Linked DNA regions of Bombyx mori: region 1 is linked to region 2. Evidence: chromatin contacts called from public Hi-C data. All regions are on one chromosome and are shown on one strand. Each heading gives the region's core, a stretch centred on a gene start, on an enhancer-like site or on the middle of the called end of the contact. The rest is flanking DNA. Distances are from core to core; before and after follow the strand shown.

Region 1 (6,491 bases), core at 1,439-3,938, 430 kb before region 2:
TTTTTATGAAAATTTTAAGAACTTCACTTTCATTCTATATATGTGAAATGTGTAAATAGCTCACGCGCTAAACCAGTACACACAGAGCCTGTACACAGTATGTATTGTACCCCTCTAGCGCGAACAACGACAAGTCACTCACGCATGACCCCAGGTGTCTGTAAGCGGTCATTTCTGTTTATTTCACGGGTCGACGAACGCCGCGACGTGGAATATGTAAATGCACATAGCCTATTTATGTTCATAAGAGAGGCCTCGGAACGTTAAAAGGGGACATTTTGATAGAAATTCAGATCTCCGATATAGGAAGCTATTTTTTTTTATTGCTTAGTTGGGTGGTCGAGCTTACAGCCCACCTGGTGCTAAGAGTGGTTACAGGAGCCCATAGATATATACGACGTAAATGCGCCACCCACCTTGAGATATCAGTTCTAAGGTCTCAAGTATAGTTACAACGGCTGCACCACCCTTCAAACCGAAACGCATTACTGCTTCACGGCAGAAATAGGTGGGGTGGTGATACCTACCCGCGCAGACTCACAAGAGGTCCTGCCACCAGTAACAGATTAGTATAAAGAACTTTTAAAAAAGTTCAATAATTTGAACAGATTTCATTGCTCACAGCATTTGGTTTTTTAACGATAATCTCATAATGATCGTAATAATATTTGTGTGACAATGTATTAATATAATCCGTATATATAATAATAAAGTGTATTGGTCATATGTACCGGTATCGGGCGGGCGCGCTCTGTGGAAACAAAAAATACCGATTTGAGCGCCTCAACTCGGACTCATGTTTAATTTATAAACTTTTAATGAAGCAAGGTCATCTGAATTCATTTCCTTCGCTAATACGTACGGACTTTAACACACATTGTGTTACGTAAGTTATGCTTAATTAAGTTTGTGTGTGTGTATATATTTTTTAGCCCGTTATTTTGAATTAGCATTTTCAACAACGAAATAAATGTACCGCACTGTTTGTAGTTCTGCTATTCGATAATAGATGGCGCTAAGCGTTGTAAAATCTGTTTCTTATTTTTTATAACGTTATTAATTGATATAATATTTTTTTATATTCCATGAAAGTTACACAAAGTGCAAGATGGTTTCTTAAATCCGAATAGAATCATAAAACCGTCATAAATCGTACCACGTCATAAAACAATTTGGAAGATTGAAGATACCATTTTAGTAATTTATTTAGTATTTATTGAGGGAACAGTTATAATATATAAGTTGTATAATGCAATGAAAAGCAATGAGAGCGATGTTACCACAATCACCTTATCAAGGAAATACTTTACCCAAGATATCTTTGGTGTTGAAATCATCATCGCCTACTGACAATGACTCTAAATTATTGTCCCACTTGGAAAATAGTACAAAACTACAAATTCTGTATTTGAATAATTAAATCGGAATTTAACCTTTCTATAAGCACAGTTTTTTTTATTGTCCTTATAGGTAGACGGGTATACGGCCCACCTGATGATGAGTGGTTACCGTCGTTCATGGACTTCATCAATACCAGCCTGCTGCCTTCGTTTAAAATAATATTTCGTTTTACCACCCCTAACGATCTGACTCACACATAACTGCCTTAGATATGAACAACTGCTATTCTAGCCTAAAGCCGGATCAAATTAAACTCAACGTACTAATATCTCAAAGTGCGTCAAATGTCTTAAAGAAACCTGTGTTAACAACTTCAAAATACTACAAAATGCACACACACATTCACGAACACACAGCTTGTGTGCGACGCCGTGGAAATTGACTCGTCTTTGTGCGAGTTTTCCCTCGCGTCTGTGTGTGTGCTTGCGCGCCATCCTTCTCGCACGAGCTGCCACGCGACGCCGTCCTTTCAATATAATTACCTATACGATGGAGATTTCATAATTTTAGAACATCAGCTTCAATCACAGGAGTGCAGGTCAACGAACTCCAGCAATGCACTGGCGGTAATTAAGATTGACGCTAAATTTTTAAGTGAATCAACATTTTTCTTTTTGAATAAATTAAGTTGAAAACTTTATCGAGCTGGTTAAATATTTTACAGCGCTACCTGTGGCTAGTGAAGCAATTATATGATTAACGAGAAACCTGATCGCACTCCGTCAAACGCTTCGGCAAATGAGCATAAGCGGTGCTAATTAAAACGTCATTTATCAGTCAAGTTATAAATTTAAATTAAGGAAGAATATTGGAAGTAAACAACTTAAAAGTCAATATCATCACGAATGTTTTTTTTGGAATTGCAAACTCGCAAAACTAGTTAGGACAGTAGTTACCATTCACATTGACTAAGTTATTGACAAGACTAATTAACTGTCGATTGTAAGTATTCGCGGATACGTCTCACGTTACAGTTTTAAAAGAAAAATTTCATGATCCTGGTATATGTTCAAAATTCTTCTGTTAATTATTACATTAACTGTTAAATAAGTAAAATAGGACGCCATGATGCACGTTACACGTCATATTTTTCTCGACGCCTCGTAAAATAAGCTGCCATTGAAAATTACAATCCGAATTATGTTCATAAAACAATAGTGTACTTCAAATCGGTACGCATTACTATCATGATAACGTTCGCTCTGTGCAAGTTAGACCAATAGTAGTGAATAACTTTGGTTTGGTACGTGGGGGGTGGTGGGGGGCGTTGGGCGGCGCCGCGCATGCGTCCCGTTGTCAAGACAACCGCACGTAACGGTCCGTGTGTGCGTAATCGTGCTTATAGTCCATACCCTGTTACCTGGTGCGGGTTTTTAGTTGGGACGGCTTTATTTTCTTAGAAATTGAAACACTTGCTGAGGTTATGAGTTGTAGATATTAGAGATAGAGAGAGAGAGAGAGAGAGTGTTCTTTATTGTACACCAAAAAAAAAACAATACGATACATTAAATACAAAAAAAGTATAATTGGCTGTCTTATCGCTAAGACTAGTAAGTAGAGTAGACGTTAAGATATTTGTGACTTTTTTACAGTTTATTATGTAGTCTAATGGCGCGTTCGATCTTGCGTTCATTTATACATTAGATCTTCTTCACCGTTTCAAATACAATATGTGTTCACGAACAGCTATGAAAAATGTGGTAAAAAGTTCTCTTCACTTGTTATATTTCAAAATTGCATGTAAAATTAAATCACCGAAAAAAATTCAAACCGAAAACAATGGATGACGTCACAGACGCTCAGCCATCCACAGCGTATAGACTATACAGTGTGTGTGTATAGAGCTACGCACACAGCAACAGAGACACGTGTTGGTGTCACACGCACACACGCCAATCGCTACGCCCAGCCGTAATATGTACGTAGGAAAACTCCTCGGAGACTAGAGTTTTACAATGCGATTTTCTTCAGAAAGCTTCGGCTGTAAAGCGTTCTTAAAGGGCGTCGATAGGCCGTAGAGGCCCTTTGTGCTAAGCTCGAGGGACAGCTTGAAATCGTAAAAAAAGAAATCTATAATGATTGATTTTTATACTATTTTTAATAGTCGATTTTAGTATACTTTGCATAGTTTGAATTAAAATTGAATTGTGCTTAGTGGTTTATGGTCAAATCGGTTAAGAATTTTACATACTGATGTGTGACGTGTCTACATCGAAAAACGTCTTTATGAAAATTAATTAGTGGAAAAACCAAATAAAAGAATTACACTTATTTAATTGCGATCAAACTTAACCTCTTATATTTATGAGCGAATGTATCAGGCTCTATTGGAAGTGCGCTTCAAAATATAAGCTTGACTCTTTTTGCATGAATTTGTTTTGTGGTATTTGCACATTTTTAAAAATTTCCTATTAAACATATGGTTTAAGGTGGTTTAATTTGTTTTAAATAAAACATTTATCTTGTCTTAATCAATAAGATATGAACTGATATCTAATAAAACTCTGACTCTAATGCAGCTCTTGGTCTTCATACACAAAGTCCTTTAGCACAAACCGGCGGCCATGTTAGCTCGGAGACTTAAATGAAAATTATCATGCTGCGTCCGGACGCAGTTATTTGGGGCAAAAAGCCCAAAAAAGCCTTAAAAAATCAATGCAGGAGCCAAATAAGCATCGGGAAGGTCACGGCCTCATCGATCCGACGTAGAAAGTGAGAACAGCAGCCACTACTAACACCGTCCCGCTGGCTATGCAGCCTGAATTAATCGCGCATATATTTGAATACATTTGAACGCGCGGTTCGGCACGGTGTCGTCGCCCTTTTAAGATTTAGAGCCTTTTGTTGACTGCGTTTTTCGAGGAAACTTTGTGTGTTGTGTTGTATGAAGTAAGACTCATAATAATCATATAATTTTCAAGTTCAACCTGGCGCAGCATCGAACAGACACGTACTCATCAGTTCCTGTATATGGGGTGAGGACAGATCTTACACAACAATATTTGCCAGACTTCAAATCAGAAGAAACAGGTATTACGTCCTTGTCTACTCATGTAACATACTCGTTTTACTGGTGATAGGACCTCTTGTGAGTCCGCGCGGGTGGGTACCACCACCCTGCCTATTTCTGCCGTGAAACAGTAATGCGTTTCGGCTTGAAGGGTAGGGCAGCTGTTGAAACTATACTTGAGACCTTAGAACTGATATCTCAGGATGGATGGCGCATTTACGTTGTAGATGTCTATGGGCTCCAGTAACCACTGAACATCAGGTGGGCTGTGAGCTCGTCCACCCATCTAAGCAATTAAAAAAATATATATATTCAGCATCTACAGCAGTAATTCGTAGTAAAGAATCTCAACTACCTACATAAGCGTCCTTTTATTTCCAATCCTGCGAATCAGGAGCGCTGAGATCTTCTTAAGTAAAATAAATTCAACCAAATATTAACTGTTAAATGAAGCGAGGATGATGTAACATAACTTTATTTTAATGATTGTAAAACATATTTATCTGAGAATTATACTAAAGATGAAGTACTTAGAATTCTTCCTAAATAAATTATCCTTAAATAAACAAATTTCCCTTCATCGTACCACAGAGTGTGGAGCAATGTTTAGTCTCCAAGACATTTGACCTAGAAGTATGTTTAAGAGGGGCCCTCGAGCGCTCACCCTAACAAATCTATCTGTCTATCCCCGAATTTGATGAAAATGAACATGACTTTAATCAATTTTAAATGTTATATAATTAATAAATATACAGATGATGTTATAGCTCACCTTAGATCATAAACTATAGATCTCGATAGTATTGATACAAAAGCTGTATTAATTAGGAAGAAATTTCACGGATGATATGGAGGTAGTAACGACCCGTGCTTGCTTGCACCGCGTTACACAGTCATGCTTCAGATAAGAACTGGTCAGTTTGGAGTTAGAGGGTTAAGTAGGAACATAGTAGGGGTACTTAACACTACATGGACCATAGTTCAAATATATACGCAACTAAATTAAATACATATTGTTAACATTATCGTTCCTCCTCCTCAAGTCCTTCCCTCCCCTTTTTTTTCCTACCTATGCTGATGGCCTTGAGAGACTATTTCAGCTTCACCCTAATGTGTGTAGGTGAGCTCACGAGGCTCAAACCAGAGTGTTGCTAACACTGACCCTAGCAAGATCAGTGCTTCGCAGAATCTACCACCGGATCGGAAACGCGACCCACTGAGAAGATCCGGCGAGAAACTCAGTGGGCTTTGTCTATGGGTTAATTCGTTAATCAAGCCCTTTGTCGTAAGCGACGGGTTCGACGAGGACGGTGACCGGTGCTTGTGGTGCCTAAAAGAACCGTTAATGGAACGGGAGGATCCGTAATGACGTGCTTTGGGCGACGTCGACTGTTGACCATTCGGTCTACAGGATCGGGTATGTAGTTTTCAGCGGCCACGACAAGAGGGTTTTAATGTCGTACCGCCTTCTCGAAGTTTTCCCTCACTGTTGAGTATCGTGGCTTTGACCGAAACGCTGCAGTAATCTCCCCTACTTCTATGTATCTTCGCTCTCCATCGTGCCTGATGGAAAGCCTGAGACATTGGTATTTTGAGTTCTTCGGCCATTTGGTCTGACTAACTTCTTCTCCGAGGGCTTTTACCTTTTTCGTTTCCAGTAAGCCCTTTTCAAGATCATTTATATTTCGTCGCGTCATGTGACTGAAGTACCCTAGTGCCCTGTAGAGTCAGATTGTAGAGAAGGGTTGGTGATTTGCGATCTTGAGTTGTTTCCAAATGAAGACATTAATTAGTACGTCGACCCGTTCAGGGAATGCAGAGCATTTTTCACCAGCACCACGTCTCCAAGCCGTCTATTTGTTTCAAGCCGCGTCTAGCCGTTTGTGTCAAGTCTTAGGAGTCAAGCCTTAGGACACCTTACAATATTATGGGGAAGACTAATGTACGGATTATGTGAATTCTAGGGTTTCTTTGAATGTTGTGGTCTTTCTATATCTAGACTAATGAAGACTAATGTACGGATTATGTGAATTCTAGGGTTTCTTTGAATGTTGTGGTCTTTCTATATCTAGGCAAATTT
Region 2 (6,530 bases), core at 3,693-6,192:
TTATTTTTCTTCGATTTTATCGATCTTATTTCCTGTTGGAATCCCAAATTTATTTAATGTTAATATAATTTTAATATTCAAAGTTTTGTCTTCGATTTTATTCACTACCAATAAGTATTCGATTCTACCACGTATTCATTTTTAACATTGTGACGCTTTTACATCACTATTTACTGTTTCAGAGCGTTTAGTAATTATAAAAAAGGCAGTTACCTAAGAAATCAATTTTTAGCAATGCAAACATTCGTATTTCTGGTTTTAACATTGTAATATAAATTATTCAGTGAACTCCCAGTATATTATGCTAAAATGTTTTATGAACTTTTTGATACACGAAAAACAGCGCTCAGACTACGAAAATAAAGTTTATTTTAGCACTTCTCTTAATTTAATTGTGGTACATTATTTTCTATTACCGAGTTAGACGGGTCAATCAAAGTGAAAATCACTGATTAAACAAATATTTACAAGCATTTAATTTAACGATATGAGCAATCGTGGTTATTAAATATAATTATTGTTATTTAGTTTAAACTTTTATTTAAATTTGAAAGTTTTAATTAGTCCATATAAAAAATACACATAAGAAAACAGTTCAGTGCCATATTCTCTTCTATAACTACACGATACCGATTTTTCTCTGTTTTCGTTGTGTTTAATAAAAACTGAAGACTTTTAGTTTTATTAATACAAACATTTCGAAAAGTCAAAAACGATAAAGAGAAAATGTAATTGATACATTGATTGATAAAATTAATCAAAATTTTAAGATCGAATTTCGATCATAGAACAGCAATAGTTTTACGAATTAATATCCGACGTTTTAAAACGTTGTCTTGCATTTTGTAACAATGAACAAAATTATAAAAAGTGTGAGTTGTATTTAAATGAAAAGATCAGAAACGAGTTTAATGAATTTTTAATTAAGAGCCATTTAAAAAAATATTAAATTTCACTATCAGAATGCATTAATCTATCAAAAGTCAAGACAATTAATCTGAAGATATGAAAAAGCTAAAAGTAAATCCTAATTTTAAAGCGGTCGCGCTCATTGAAATATATATTATCTCTTTTGATTAATGACCCCTTACATTACCATGTCGAATAATATAACCATAACGTAACATAACGGTCGATACGAGTTTTGTTTACAAACAAACTCGAGTACTCCGGGCCTTTACAAAATAAACAACGAAATTCCGTAAATTATAAATTCAAATGATTAAATCATGAGTAACTCATAAATAATCTTATTTCACTGGTATGATTAAAATGAACCAGCGCGAATGAGTCATTAGCGCGCTACAGCGCAAGCTCTAGCAACACTCTGATAAGGTTTTAAAAACACTAGAGGTCCCGCAGTAGTCGAAATTCGACTATAATTAATTGGAATTGTAAGTTTGTACACTATTGTGATTTTATACTTCTATAATCACAAATTTCGCCAAGACTATACTATAAAAAATATTAACCAAGACAAACCATATTCTATTCTCAATTTGACAACAGACGTCAAGAACAAAAGTTTGACAATAAATAGTATGCATGCGTGTGTGCGTCAAATACATGGTATGTAGTGTGTGTAATGTTTTCTTTATTGATTTAATGTATATTTTATGAATTATTTAAAAAAAAAATTAGCATTGTGCACTTCTTCTCTATATTTCTCTATAAGTGTGGAAAATTTCATACTCCTCCGTCCGCGCAATTTTCGTAAAAAGGGATACAAAGTTTTTGCTTCACGTATTAATGTATAGATTTAATACACGTTATTCTGAAATTAATCACCGAAAAATGAAGGGTTAAGGTAGGATTTACGAATTTCATATTATTATTTATATAATGAATTTTAATTTTATTCTTTGTTCGAATCACGCTGCCGTTATCTGCTGTCCCTACGTGATGATTTTGGTTCGTGATAAACGTCCGCACCTACCCTACATGGAAGGTTAGGCGTGAACATAAACTTATCTTATATTAGATTGTTTGAGCGACAACGCGATCAGAACTAAATGAACCACTAAACGTTTAAAATTTCACCAACACGTTTCACAATTTCACGTTTTGATTTCCGCAACAACAACAACAAAAAATATAAAGCAGATTCAAAAAATTGTGTCTCAGTGAATTCACTATCGAAAAAAGATATTTTAGGTACATACGTATATAAAAATGCGTATTTCGATTTTTTATAAATGTGTCTGTGTGTCATAGCGTTGTTGATCGATTTTTTTTATTAGAAGAAGTGGGTCTCTGTATCGCAGGGTTACCTACCTGCGTCGAATTTGAAATAAAAAAAAAATATACAAAAACTATCAAAGAGATTTGATCTTTTTGTGTTCTCGAAATGGTTAGTGACCCAGTGATCAGGTTAAACGAATAAATACTCGAGATATATTTTTTAAAATATTTACTCTGTTTTATTTAAATACTTAGACGATAATATAAAATATTAATACGGCTAAGTTGTATTTCTAATTCGCACACCTAACTCCCTTTTATCCATTATATTTACACTATTTACCTTTGTCATTTAATAATAATCAAAAACAAGATTAAACAACGACACTTAGCATTCGTGTTCGTCAAAATTATAATATTAATAAGAATCCGTAATTATAAGTTTACGATTTACTCTGCTTCTCTAACAAACAATCAAAAACACCAACACGTGATTTTTTTAAATAAAATAAAGCGAAACAAAGGTTGTCGTATCTCAATAAAAGTCATTTTCCATGTTTGAATTTCTATAAAGAACTTTTTTAATATATATCATTATATACGTTGTAGGTACATTATTTTATATAGAAAAAATACCTATTTTTACAAATTAAGTACCAAGATTGGCCACAAATACATACAAACGAAAAAATTATTAAAAAAGAAAAACAACAAAACAAGTAAAAAACAGGAATAAAACCATTTTGGCATCGTGTCTGCATCTTTTGAATATAATGTTTTAAATAAATTATGCGTGGGACGTAGGTTGGTCTGAGCACGGGTGAGCGCCGGTGAGCGCGGGTGAGCACGCGCGGACGGACGCGTGGCGGACAACACTAACAGCACGCACCGCGCCCGCGAGACGCGACTTCTACGCTCACATAGATTCGATAAACACTTAAAATAAAAATTGCACCTATTCACTCACTCGTATTCCCTTACAAAACGTAGCTTCGACCCGATTCGTATTTTTTACTCTCGTCTCTAATCGTAAATTTACAGTAGCAACAATTTAAATTTAATCCACACCACAATGACTCCCTACGGCAGGTAGGCTCGCATGAACATCGTTCATTTATAATATCTATAAATAAATTCGATGAAATCGTCCTTTACAAAACTGTTTGGCGCTCCGCACTCCTCGCCGGTCGCGTCCGGCTCGCGTCCGGTTCGCGTCCGGTTCGCGTCCGGCTCGCGTCCGGCTCGCGTCCGGCTCGGTGTCGATAGTGTACGTGTTGTGTGTCGTCGTACTTACCGCACGACGATGTGGAGCGAGGGCGCGCGCGGCGAGGGTGCGTGAGCGGCGCCGGGATCCACCTCCGATTTAAGCTCTTATTTATCAATTAGACTATCTAGCTAAACGTCGTCGGCGATCACTGCGGCTCCGAGGTTACAAACGATTACTGGCTTCGATCTTAACATTACTCACATATTTAATCAATGACTTCACTGAAATTATAAAGAACAACTTAAACTTAGCGTTCGAAAGTCCACAGGACGGGGCTCGCCGCACGGACTATTTACAAAGTCGGCGGCCCGTCCGGTCACTGCGCCGCGGGCACGTCCCGGCCGGCGGCGCGTATGTACAGAGAGTATCCCGCGGGCGGGCGCGCTAGTGCGGCTCCGCATAGTAGGGCCGCGGCGGCGCCCACGGGGCGAACTGTTAGTGCGCTGCCAGTGTGTGGGCGCCCTGCGGCAGCCCGTGCTGCGGGGACAGGCCCGGCGGGGAGTGCTGCAGCGGGGACCCGTGCACGTCTCCGTGTCCGTAGTGTGCGTGCCCCATGCCCTCCATCATCTCGCCGCCGAGCGTGTTCGGTGGCGTCATCCTCTTCTCTTTCTGTCTCCTGTTGCAGAACCACACGCGCACCACCTCTTTCTCCAGCTGCAGGCTGTCCGCTAACGACGTGATTTCTTGAGCGGACGGTTTCGGCTGCTTGTGGAAGTGTTGCTCTAGCGCACCTTTCACCGAAACCTCTATAGAGGTGCGCTTCTTCCTCTTCCGACCCTGCGCCGCTATTTTGTCGATGCTGGTCGGGCTGCCCGTCGTCGAGTCCGCCTCCTCGAGCCACTTCTGCAGCAGCGGCTTTAATTTACACATATTTTTAAAACTGAGCTGTAACGCTTCGAAACGACAGATAGTCGTCTGTGAAAACACATTCCCGTAGAGCGTGCCGAGCGCGAGCCCGACGTCCGCCTGCGTGAAACCGAGCTTGATGCGGCGCTGCTTGAACTGTTTGGCGAATGCTTCGAGGTCGTCGCTCGTGGGGGTGTCCTCCTCGGGCTGATCCCGCTCCATGGCGTGATGATGCAGCGGATGCGGCGAGGGCTGGATGTCTCTGAGCATATGGTGTTGGTGCACGGGCATTGGGTATCCTCCATGCAGTGTGACGGGCGAGCCCGCACCGTAATGCGGGCTGACGACGGGCGCGTGCCAGCCGTGGGCCGCATGCTGCAAGTGGCGGTGGTCGTGAGGAGCCGGGGGAGGCTTCACGTCTGGTTGATGTGCGTGTGCGTGATGCTGGTGCATCGCCCAGGGGTCGGCGGGTGGCAGTGACGTCCAAGGGTTCCCTATCACGGGCGCCCCCGGGGACGGCGACCCGCCCGAGTGCAACGGATGCTGGTACTTCATGTCGGCAGGCTCAGCACTACGCGGCGACGCCGCGTGGTACCCGCCGATGTTGCCGAGCTCCATCTCGGCGGGCATGTACGTGGTCGCCGCCATGGCGCCGTATCTCAGATCCACGGTGGACGGCGTCTTGCCGGCTCGAAGGCTCTCGAGCCTTCAACTGGCTTATTCTTTCGCGAAAACTGCGCGGGGGTCGCGCTGCGCTGCGGTAGCGGCGGGGGCCACCTCACATCACCGGATTCGACAGCGAGCGACATGCGCGTGCGTGCGCTACGGCAGCACGGAGCGAACTGCGGGGCTCGGCGGCTGCGCGCGCCCGCCGACCGCCGCTCTCAGGGCCGGCCCCGCCCAGCGCGGCCGCCCGCTAATGACGGTGTAATTGTTGCCCCGCCCCTCGGCCCCCTCGCGCCCCGCACTGGAAAACTCTCGCGTCTGTACGTCTCGCGTCCGTGCCCGCCGCACTCGCCGCACTCGCCGCACTCGCCGACCCGCACCTGACGCTCCGCCGAGGACCGACGGCGCGCTTCCCAGTACAATTCCTTGTCATATAGACGAATATAACTGACTTGTCGACTTTTACTGTACTTACACTCGTTTTAAATATTATACTGCTTACGACCGCGTTCCGCTAACGTCACGGCCCCAATTTAATAAACAAATCGAACACGATCTAAGACTCTCTTTTTTATTTAATTAAAATTAAACGCACTAATTATTAGAGCATTTTTACAAACACTTTAACGTCTTAGACTATTTTTAATCTACACGTAACGTCATTAAGCACATGGAATGGCTTTCTGATACATATATTTTTAATTTTCACCACAAATTAAGTGGAATTTCCTACTTCAGCAGATATTACATTAGGTTTTAGACATTCTAGGGATACAGACGATAACTGAGAAAGAAGTCCACCGTTCTGGCACAGAGATGTTGTACCTACCTACCAAATCTACTCTTAGTAAACTAAAAAATCTTCTACTAAGTAACAACGACTTGACATCGTTACAAAACTGAGCGAGCGTTCAATTAGAAAGATTTACAAGTGTAATGCAGTAGACATAAATAATTCCTCCTACAATTGTTTAATTCTGAAGCTCTCGAATTTGAAACAAAAATTGATAAGAATACAAGCTACTAGTTACCCAGAGCAAGTTAAACAGCTCTCTGCTAATGTCGTTTCTTCACATTATAATTGAAATATCATGATTTAAAAACGTTATATACATATAAAGATATGATTTGTGAAAGCGGCATTTAAGCTGTGGCACAATATCGATTTAAAATTTTCAACATAGTTGTTGTCTGTATGTGCGCTTTTGTGGTTTCTATATTAATTCAACTAGACGCATTCCGGTCGGGAATTTGGCACGGAACGCTCTGATCGCGACTTGGACCTTATTCTCTTACTGGTCGAAGTCATTTTCGAATACCAGACCGTCGAGATCAATATATTTAGGTACAAATAATGTTAACATCAAATTGGAGTAATAAATTAGTTCAACGCTGATTTAAAATGCCTTATTAAAATGTTTGAAACTATTTATGTGTTTTAAACCTAAATTATTATTACCTTTCACGCTTAAACTGGGTAGTCAAGCTCACTGTGCACTTTGTGTTAAGTGGTTATTGTGTCGTGTCATCAAATTGAAAAAACTTTTTTAGTTCTTTCTAGATTTAGCAC

What was found. A called contact is a pair of places that touch in the nucleus more often than the background predicts.
Region 1: a contact with region 2 is called in a Hi-C map of posterior silk gland, with 2.2 times the contacts expected there. The contact joins the enhancer-like site here to the promoter of SGF3 in region 2. A contact is called at or near these places in 5 of 7 Hi-C or Micro-C datasets (middle silk gland, posterior silk gland and whole pupa).

Annotation. Positions count from the first base shown.
Region 1 is chr22:18,010,803-18,017,293 of ASM3026992v2, reverse strand. No RefSeq gene overlaps it. Among protein-coding and RNA genes, the nearest start is that of TRNAM-CAU, 58 kb to the right of the region's middle. Within about 2 kb of position 2,688, at least 7 of the 8 cell types and tissues checked have open chromatin away from gene starts, as enhancers often do.
Region 2 is chr22:17,581,146-17,587,675 of ASM3026992v2, reverse strand. SGF3 (POU domain protein) reads right to left here and starts at 4,942. Exons shown (of 1, transcript NM_001043991.2): 1 at 3,884-4,942. The coding sequence starts at 4,942. The coding sequence ends at 3,884.